Regions from separate parts of the Capsicum annuum genome. Here region 2 is linked to region 1. Evidence: chromatin contacts called from public Hi-C data. All regions are on one chromosome and are shown on one strand. The core of a region is the stretch at or near the end of the contact, and the rest is flanking DNA. Distances in the headings are between cores, read along the strand shown. Region 1 holds the start of LOC107858738 (pentatricopeptide repeat-containing protein At5g15280, mitochondrial). Region 2 holds the start of LOC107858740 (cyclic dof factor 3).

The links. A called contact is a pair of places that touch in the nucleus more often than the background predicts.
Region 2: a contact with region 1 is called in a Hi-C map of leaf, with 2.4 times the contacts expected there. The contact joins the promoter of LOC107858740 here to the promoter of LOC107858738 in region 1. A contact is called at or near these places in 2 of 5 Hi-C or Micro-C datasets (leaf and placenta).

Annotation. Positions count from the first base shown.
Region 1 is chr2:95,292,542-95,296,726 of UCD10Xv1.1, forward strand. It overlaps LOC107858738 (pentatricopeptide repeat-containing protein At5g15280, mitochondrial), which reads right to left and starts at 2,263. Exons shown (of 1, transcript XM_016703514.2): 1 at 1-2,263. The coding sequence starts at 1,048. LOC107858739 (KH domain-containing protein HEN4) reads right to left here. Exons shown (of 8, transcript XM_016703516.2): 7 at 3,842-3,910; 8 at 3,272-3,665. The coding sequence ends at 3,862.
Region 2 is chr2:95,666,917-95,671,101 of UCD10Xv1.1, forward strand. LOC107858740 (cyclic dof factor 3) reads right to left here and starts at 2,146. Exons shown (of 2, transcript XM_016703517.2): 1 at 1,810-2,146; 2 at 1-545. The coding sequence starts at 1,953.

The DNA of each region.
Region 1 (4,185 bases), core at 1,013-3,512:
CAAATGTTATTCCATTCATATCAAAACCCAGTTGATCTAACTTCAGCAAGTACGAGTTCCCACTTGCAACACCAAACTGTCGACAGACAGACTGGATGAACTTATTGACTATGGTTACATCAGGCATAGAACAAATCTCGACAAAGAAACTCAGTAGATCATCATAATCTCGTTTATTACAATAACCAGAAGCAATAGAATCGAGGATTAAATAATTAGGTTCAATTCCAAAAACAAGAACCTTCTTAACCAGATTCCTAGCATCCTGAATTTTCGCATCAGCACATAACAGTCTGACAACACCCTCATATATACCCCCTTCAGATACATTCCTTCCAAAGCCAGCATCTATAGCATCAGCATAAATTTGAAATGCCAATTGTGTTTCATGCATTTGAATCAAAAACTCAAGTATAACCCCGTAACATGAAATCGATGGGTTTAAACCCCGCACCTTCATTCGATCATAACACGCAATAGCATTCTCTAATCGATAATCACCCACAAACACTTCAATTAAATAACTGTAGATCTCATGATTATCCAAGAAAACTCCTTGGCTATCCAACAAGGAATCCAAGCATTCAGCTTCCTTAAACAACCCGGCCCGAACAAGCATTGATGCAATAATCCTAGATGCCTTATCAAGATGCCTAAAGTCCCTAATTTGCTTACTAGCCCATATATAAATTCCCCATAAAGATTCAATCTTTTTAACCTCAACCTCAAGAACTCCACTATCATTTTCAAAACCCAACAAAATTTCAAGAAAATCATTGGGACTCAACACAGTAACTCTCCAAAATCTACGAACAGTTGCAGGGGAGATCTCAGATAACTTAAGAAGACAATCTTGAATGATGGGGTTGTACAAAATCTCACCTTTTTTATCCGAAAAGCTTAATTGGCTAGTATATATTGGTTTTGTAGAAGATGAAGAAAGTGGATGGAAGTATTGAAGTTGAAGTTTTCTGGGAAAAGAAGAAAGGTGAAAGAGAAGTGAATTAGCCTGTCTGTGTTTACGGAATTTAAGGAGAGCTTGAAGCATTCGACCGACGGCCGGGATGTGTCGGAGTTACAGGGACAACAGTCTACTAGTTCTGTTCTTGATGTACGATGTCGTTGTTGTTGGGCTTCTTCAAAGTTCTATGTTTGAGATTTGTGGCCTATGATGATGGGCTGTAAGGGGTGATAAAGCCCATCTTATAAGTTCAGCTTCCTTGCTTGTAGAAAAAGAGGATTTGGAATTGTTTTTCATTTCAAGGCATAACTGAAAGCATAACCTGTACTCATCGGCTTCATATGCACCCAGAGTACGCTGCAGCTTCTCCAGTTGTAAAAACCTCATGAACTTTCAGTTTACATCATGCCATTTTAAGTTAACAGTTAGTATATGTATTCAATTGAAATCTTTTTGCGAATTAATTGTGCAAAAATAAAATTTGGCAGATTACTCCAAAGTTGTGTGAAGTCATATTTGGAACCTGAAGTTAATTTTGAACCAGCGAATCTGTAAAGTTACGTAAATTTCAAGTAGTTTTTAAACAGAAATCCTTAAAATGGCTATAAGTTGCACTTCACCTTGCTTTCCGTACTCACCACAAGCCTTTAATTCATATATGTTTAGCATTTGACTTAATACAGAGTTTAGAAAAAATGAATTTGATTTTGTATCATAAAGTCGGAGAAAATCGAGTCTTTGAGCAACAAGAAATAAAACCGAAAAGCATATACATCCTTTTTTGTATCTAATCATGCTTCGTTTTATATACATTCTAATGCAGTTAAATCCAAACATTAGAATCCTTTCTTATTTGTAAAAAGCTCATATGGTTTTGAAATTTGTTTTTATAGCATATTTTTGAGCCATAACTCTCATACCCGTCGAACATAATCCATCTCTTCTTGCTTCGGCACTAAAATTTTCCCTCATCTTTATGGTATAGTGAGAGGCCACAAGACAAGAGACATAACATCACATTTTCTACGTTATTGGGAGCCAAGTTTAAAAAGATCAAAATAATTAATGTTAACGAGATACTATGATTCTTAGTAGTCAAACAGCCGTTCTTCGATCATCATACTTATCATAAGCCATAACGTAATTGGCATGTTCGTGACTCCTGTATATCTTCGAGAATGAAGTAATAAATTGCCTAACCACCGAGGTTTACCTTCTGATGTACGATAATGCCCTACAATTAGATTCTGTCGTCATTTGGATGTATTACATCCCAATCTTACGCAAGATATTAAGTTTAAATGGTTGTACGTACAAATACTTGATTAATACATCAAAAGAATACAAATAAAATGTACAATCAAAGATCTATTGGCATACAAAACAACTGGATCATACAGGGAGGGCACTTTGCTGCAACTGTTGTAGTTCCAGTCGAGAATCAAATCAATCCACCACCTAGAACAAGTTCCAGACCTGTGTACCCTCAACCAGGGGGAATTTAAAGAAAATGTACTAGGGATGGAGGGAAGAAACGTAACACAAAAATTATACAGTTCTCTATTTTAGCAACTTCTAACTTGACATGATCAGTTGTAGGATATCAACATCTCCTACTAAGCTAAACTTGGTGCAAGTACTTGCAGGAGATCAACTTCTCATACCGCATGATTTCATGTCTTTGCAAACAAGTACCCTCTCATAGTCTCGTATCATTAAACCGGCCTATTTTTCAAGACACAGCCAACCCACCACTCTCAATAAGAAAGAACAAATGATGGAGCATTGCATAAGGAGAAATAATGAAAGACAACAGCAAAAGAAGTAAACATACTGACTGTATCCAACAGAACAAAGAAGAGATGGCTTAACTTCAGATTGAAGCAGAGTTTGAAACAACATTCTCATCCAACAAACACAGAGTATGAGAGCATATTTTTGGTAAACTCCACTTAACATGCTGATTGCTTGCAATAAAGTAAGCACGTTATGATAAGAATGTGAGACTTACCATAAGATTTTTACCTGCTTCAATTAATTCCAACCCGTACCCCCAAAAGCTATCAGATTCCAGTGAAAGCCAGTGAAAATTATCACTGCATTTTGGTGAGTACTGATACATCTTGCACTACTAAATCATACATATAACTGCATTGAATATCCAGTGTCTACAGAGATGTATGCATATTGCATATTATCACAGATAATGAAGAAACATTTAGGCTTTCTAGTAATTAACATAGCAATACTTCAAAAATATTTTGAAAGGTCTCATAACCAAACATTGCACCATAATCAAAACCAGAAAGACGCTTGAAAATCGGCACCAGGTCTAAAGCATCAAATAGACATGTTCAACTAGCAGTAGATTCATACATATAATAATAAACCGAAAACAAGACATCAGGACACATGGCCGAGATTTCTGAGTTGAATTTGTCTATAGTACAACTACAAAAGGGAAGAAAGGATGAGGCCGCTGGCTACACAGGTTCTTGGAAGCATAAGAGTATGAGCTTGGAAGTATATGGTGTCAGGGCATGGCAAATTTCGATAGTAGGTAAGATCTTCGGATATGGTCCTGCTAAGGAAAACATCAAGGTAGGCAATGATATTTGATGTCCGCATTCATCTGGTCATCTGGTTTGGGCATGAGGCTTCATCAAAGGTGACAGTAGGCAGGCTTCAGGCTTCAGATACTCGGCTGTTTTAGCGAGGGAAAGGAAACAAAGGGAAAAATACCATTAGTTTCATAATTGGAAGATAGGTTAGGTCATCATACCAAAATGTTCAGAATTCTTGTATGATTGGGGCTAGGTATATAAAACTAGCGAATTAAATGAAAGATGCAATGCAATTGAACCATAATTCATGATCTACCTGTGGTTCTGTTACAAGCTCTAGTAACCATAACTTTTTCTCCGGGAAGCAGAGTTTTGCCTGGATGACCTGGTAACATGAACTTAACAATGAATATAATTGGAGAAGCAACTGTGACTTCTTTAGAGCAGTTGAAAGTAGAGAAGCTAAATAAGAAATCCTCTCCAACAGATGGGCAGAACAAAATCACCAATGACAAGTTCAAGCGCCGTTAGGTCAGACACATAAACAGGCAAGATCCTTATATGTAGTCAAAACATTAAGCTTCTTGATAAGCTAAACAATTAGAAAGAATGAAACTACGAGCTCATTCTTGTCTTTCTTTCAAGATTTCAAGAAAATCT
Region 2 (4,185 bases), core at 896-3,395, 370 kb after region 1:
TTATGCATTGTTTTGTCGGCAATGTTCAAAACTGAAGCCATTGATTCACAGAGTGGTGTAGGGGAGCCAAACGCAAGAACAGGTTGTTGGATTCCATTTGGATAATCTGCTTGAGCACTCGGAAGTGTTTCAGAGACAGATATTTGACGGTAATGTGGAATTGAGTTCTTGTTTTTCCGACGACCAGCACCTACAGGCACATTCCTCATGGTCCCACCAGCTGTCCAATATCTCTGGCAATTCTTGCAGAAGTGTCTAGGCTGGTTCACATTGTAATTGTTGAAATAACAAAATTTGGTTTCCATGCTGTTACACCGGGGACATGGAAGTATCTTGTCTGGCTTTTTGAGGATTTTATCTTGCGAATTACTTGCTTCTCCTTGCTCTTCTTCACTTTTTGAAGGTCTTGTTGAACAGTCGCTACCAACAGGTTGCACCTTTATACTATCAGTTTTAGTTGGATGTGAATTCTGATCCTGCAATTCCTTTCCAGTCAAAATTTCCATCTCATCCTCTTCATCATCCAGGTTTCCTCCAATGTTATCCTGTGTGCGTGATGCATTTTCATAGAGGAGTAAATTGAGTCGATAAACTCTTCTTTTAAACTACTCAAATTATTCGAAACTTGGGGAGATTTCAAAAGAAAAGGTTCAACATGATTTCACTAACAACCAAGCCTCTCCATCGTTAAGAAGCATGATGTGAAAGTTGTAGAGACGCCAATGGTAAAAACAAGACACACTAGTAGGTTACATATCATGAAGGATTAACCAGATAGGAAATAAGGATACATTAACTTAACAAACTAAGTATCTACACTCCGCTGAGTTTGGAAGTAAAGTGTTCACATCATTACACATATAAGAAGTTTCTCATTTAGCAAGTCAAAAATTAAACTTTGCAGTGTAGCCTAGTGGTCAATGGAGTGGGTTGAGCACCAGGAGGTCTCAGTTCAAATTCCAGTGGAGACATAATTACTTAGGTCACTGGCCTAATGGTCAATGAAGTGGATTGAGCATCATGAGATCTTAGGTTCAAATTCCAGTGGAGACAAGAACACTAGGTCACTGACATAGTGGTCAGTGAAAAGTAGGATGAGCACCATGAGGTATAGGTTCAAATTTCAACAGAGACAAAAACACTAGGTTATCTCTTCCCATTTGTACTAGCCTTGGTGGACGGAGTTTCGTGACATGTATCCTGTGGAATTAGTCAAGGTATGTGCAAGCACGGACATCACGTTATCAACAAAAAGAAAGTCAAAATTAAACTTTCCTCATTTAGCAAGTTTTAGAATTAAAATTACAGGAAAGTAAACAAATCTTGGATATAGAGATGTTGAACCGAGATTGTTTGATTGATGGAGTAAAGTTGAACTCTAACAGTGTCCAAACAATACTTAAATAGTATAATTTCTACGAAAATAGACAGAAAAATATTTTCACAATATTAGGTCATTTAAAATAATAATTATATTCCCGGTAACAAGTGGAATTAGAAACAAAAAAAAAAAAAATTACCTGATCAAAAAGGGGAAAATATAGTAACTAGAAAAATACTCTAACAAGCAACCTTCAATAACATGTAAATTAGCACTGATCCTAAAAAATTGTATTACGCAGGTTAAGTCCATCACAAAATTAATAGCATTAAAGAAGATTAGGAAGACCTAATTTAAACTTTATGACTGATTGAAACCCTACCGAACTGCTCGAGAATGAGATGAAGCAGAGTTCAATAGGAAGTCAACAACAGTCCCAACAAATTACTAACAAGAAATGAACAGAGATTATACTCAAAACAGAGTACCTTTTGATCTTCTACATCTTCTTCTTCTCCATTGGCTTCCTCGGGCAAAGAATCTTCTAGCATAGTTTCAGAAGAATCTGGAACATCCGGCAACTGAATGGTTCTGCCAAAGAGTTTAATAGCAGGGTCTTTGAGTTCTGACATATTATACTGAAACTGTATGGGCGCGTCCTTTTTCAAGTTCCTAAGAAAAAGAGAGACAAGGGAAGAGAAAAAAATCCAACCACCAAAATCCGGCGAATTTGCGGATTGGGCTTCATGTTACTCCCTTACAGATCTGACACAGAACACATACGACCCCCAACACACCCACAAACACACGTGACATGTGTGTGTATGCCTGTTTTAAGTAGGCGGTCATGAATTTTTTTTTAATATTTTAAAAAAAATTATTTTATGGTAGTGAAAAAAAAATTAAAATTAATGATATTTTTTTCTTTTATTTTTATTTTTTTTTTACTTTCACTTCTACTCCAATTTATATTTATGATCAAACAAAACTTCAACTTCAACTTCAACTTCAATTTCAAATTCTAGAAAAATATTGTTTCATGGCCAAACGGGCCTATTTTTTTAAACCAGTGGGACGACTTTCTTGGTATTTTTGACGCCAAATGTGTGAGATATATTTTGGATAAAATACTATATTTGGATAACCACTGGGTGATTGATTGTGATCGAATTTAATAGTACAATTCATTACATGATTCAGAAACAAGTACAGATTATTCTAAAATAGGCTAGATCAAAATTTTGTATATTCATAAGGTAATATAGATTATATAGTTTAGCATAGTCGGTTCTATCAATTATGGAATTTGAAATGTGATCAAATTATTTGCTGATTTGAAGACAATCAAATATTATTAATATTTGTTGTCGTTGTTGTTAAATTTACTGTGATTAGATGAAGAGTAAAGAATCCAAAATATATCAAAGGTATCTTTTTTTTTAAAAAAAAAAAATTAATACTTAAATTAATATTCTCTTCGTTTAAAAAAGAATAATCTACTTTGATTTGACACAAAGTTTAAGAAAATAAAGAAGACTTTTGAATCTTGTGGCCTTAAATTAAAGTTGTGACAAATGTACCAAAATGTCCTTTAATCTTGTGATCCAAAACATGACATGTGGAAAGTTGAAATTAATGTATTGCCAAAAAAAAAGTGATCATTTTTTTTAAACGGATTAAAAAGGAAAGTAGTTAATTTTTTTTTTATAAAGAGGAAGTATTAAATGTTTTATTAATAATATTTAATTATTTTCCTTTTGTATTGGAACAATAATGATATTTCAGATTAATAACAAACAATTGATAGCTATAATATATTTTAATAATACATACTCTTAACAGTAATTCATACAATAAACTCAAAAATTAAAATACTTTAGAAAATACACATTTTTTTGTCATTATAAATCTTTTTGATGCATTTAAAAAGTTAAGAGTAACTGGTCATCGGAGACTGCGTGCATAAAAGTGTTATATACAGCTGGCATGACACGTCAATGAGAGAAAATATGAGCCACAAGTTTTATGTGGCTTTGAGATTTTCTTATTTCTGCTTTTTTGATTCTCAATAAAGTGAAGGGCTCTTTTTTATCTGAGTCAGCAACGCCTTTTTTTCTCATCCCCAAATTCATCATTTGGGGCCCATCCATTTTAAAAAGTCGCCAAACTTTTCGGCTTTCCCTTTAATTAATGGACTTTTCTGTTATCTTGTGGTTGATAATGCAAGTTGTGCCAAATGTTGAACACCACAATGCGTGCAAAACCAGCAAAACTCAAATACTTCCTCCTTTCCTTTTTACTTTTATTTTTCTTTGCATATGTATTTTGAAGAGTTAATGGTCAAACACTCAAAAGCAATTCCATTTTTTATGCCTTGTTTGTAGATGAAAATAATAATTTTTTGAGTTAGAGTTGATATTGGAGTTGATGTTATATTTGGTCATAGATATAAATTAAAGTTATTTTTGAAATTTTGTGAGAAAAATAAGAGTGAAATTCAAAAATATGGCTATTTTCATTAAGAAATAGTTTTTTTGAAAATTTTAAAAAAATTATCATGCCTACTTAATTTTTTATTTGAATTATCATGTATGTCACTAACTATTTAACAAAATACATCTAAATTATTAATTATTTAAATTTTATATCTGAACTTTCAAATACAAAAAGTGGATAATTGATAATTTGAGTGTGTTTTGCTAAATAATTGATAATAATTCAGGTGAAAAATTCATAGATTTGATAATTCAAACGTGAAACTCAACAAATTAAAATGCATTAAATTTGTTTTTCACAGTTCACTCTTTTTAAAAGAAAATTATTTGCTCATTTTTTTAAATTAAGAAAAGATTAGTCTTGTAAAT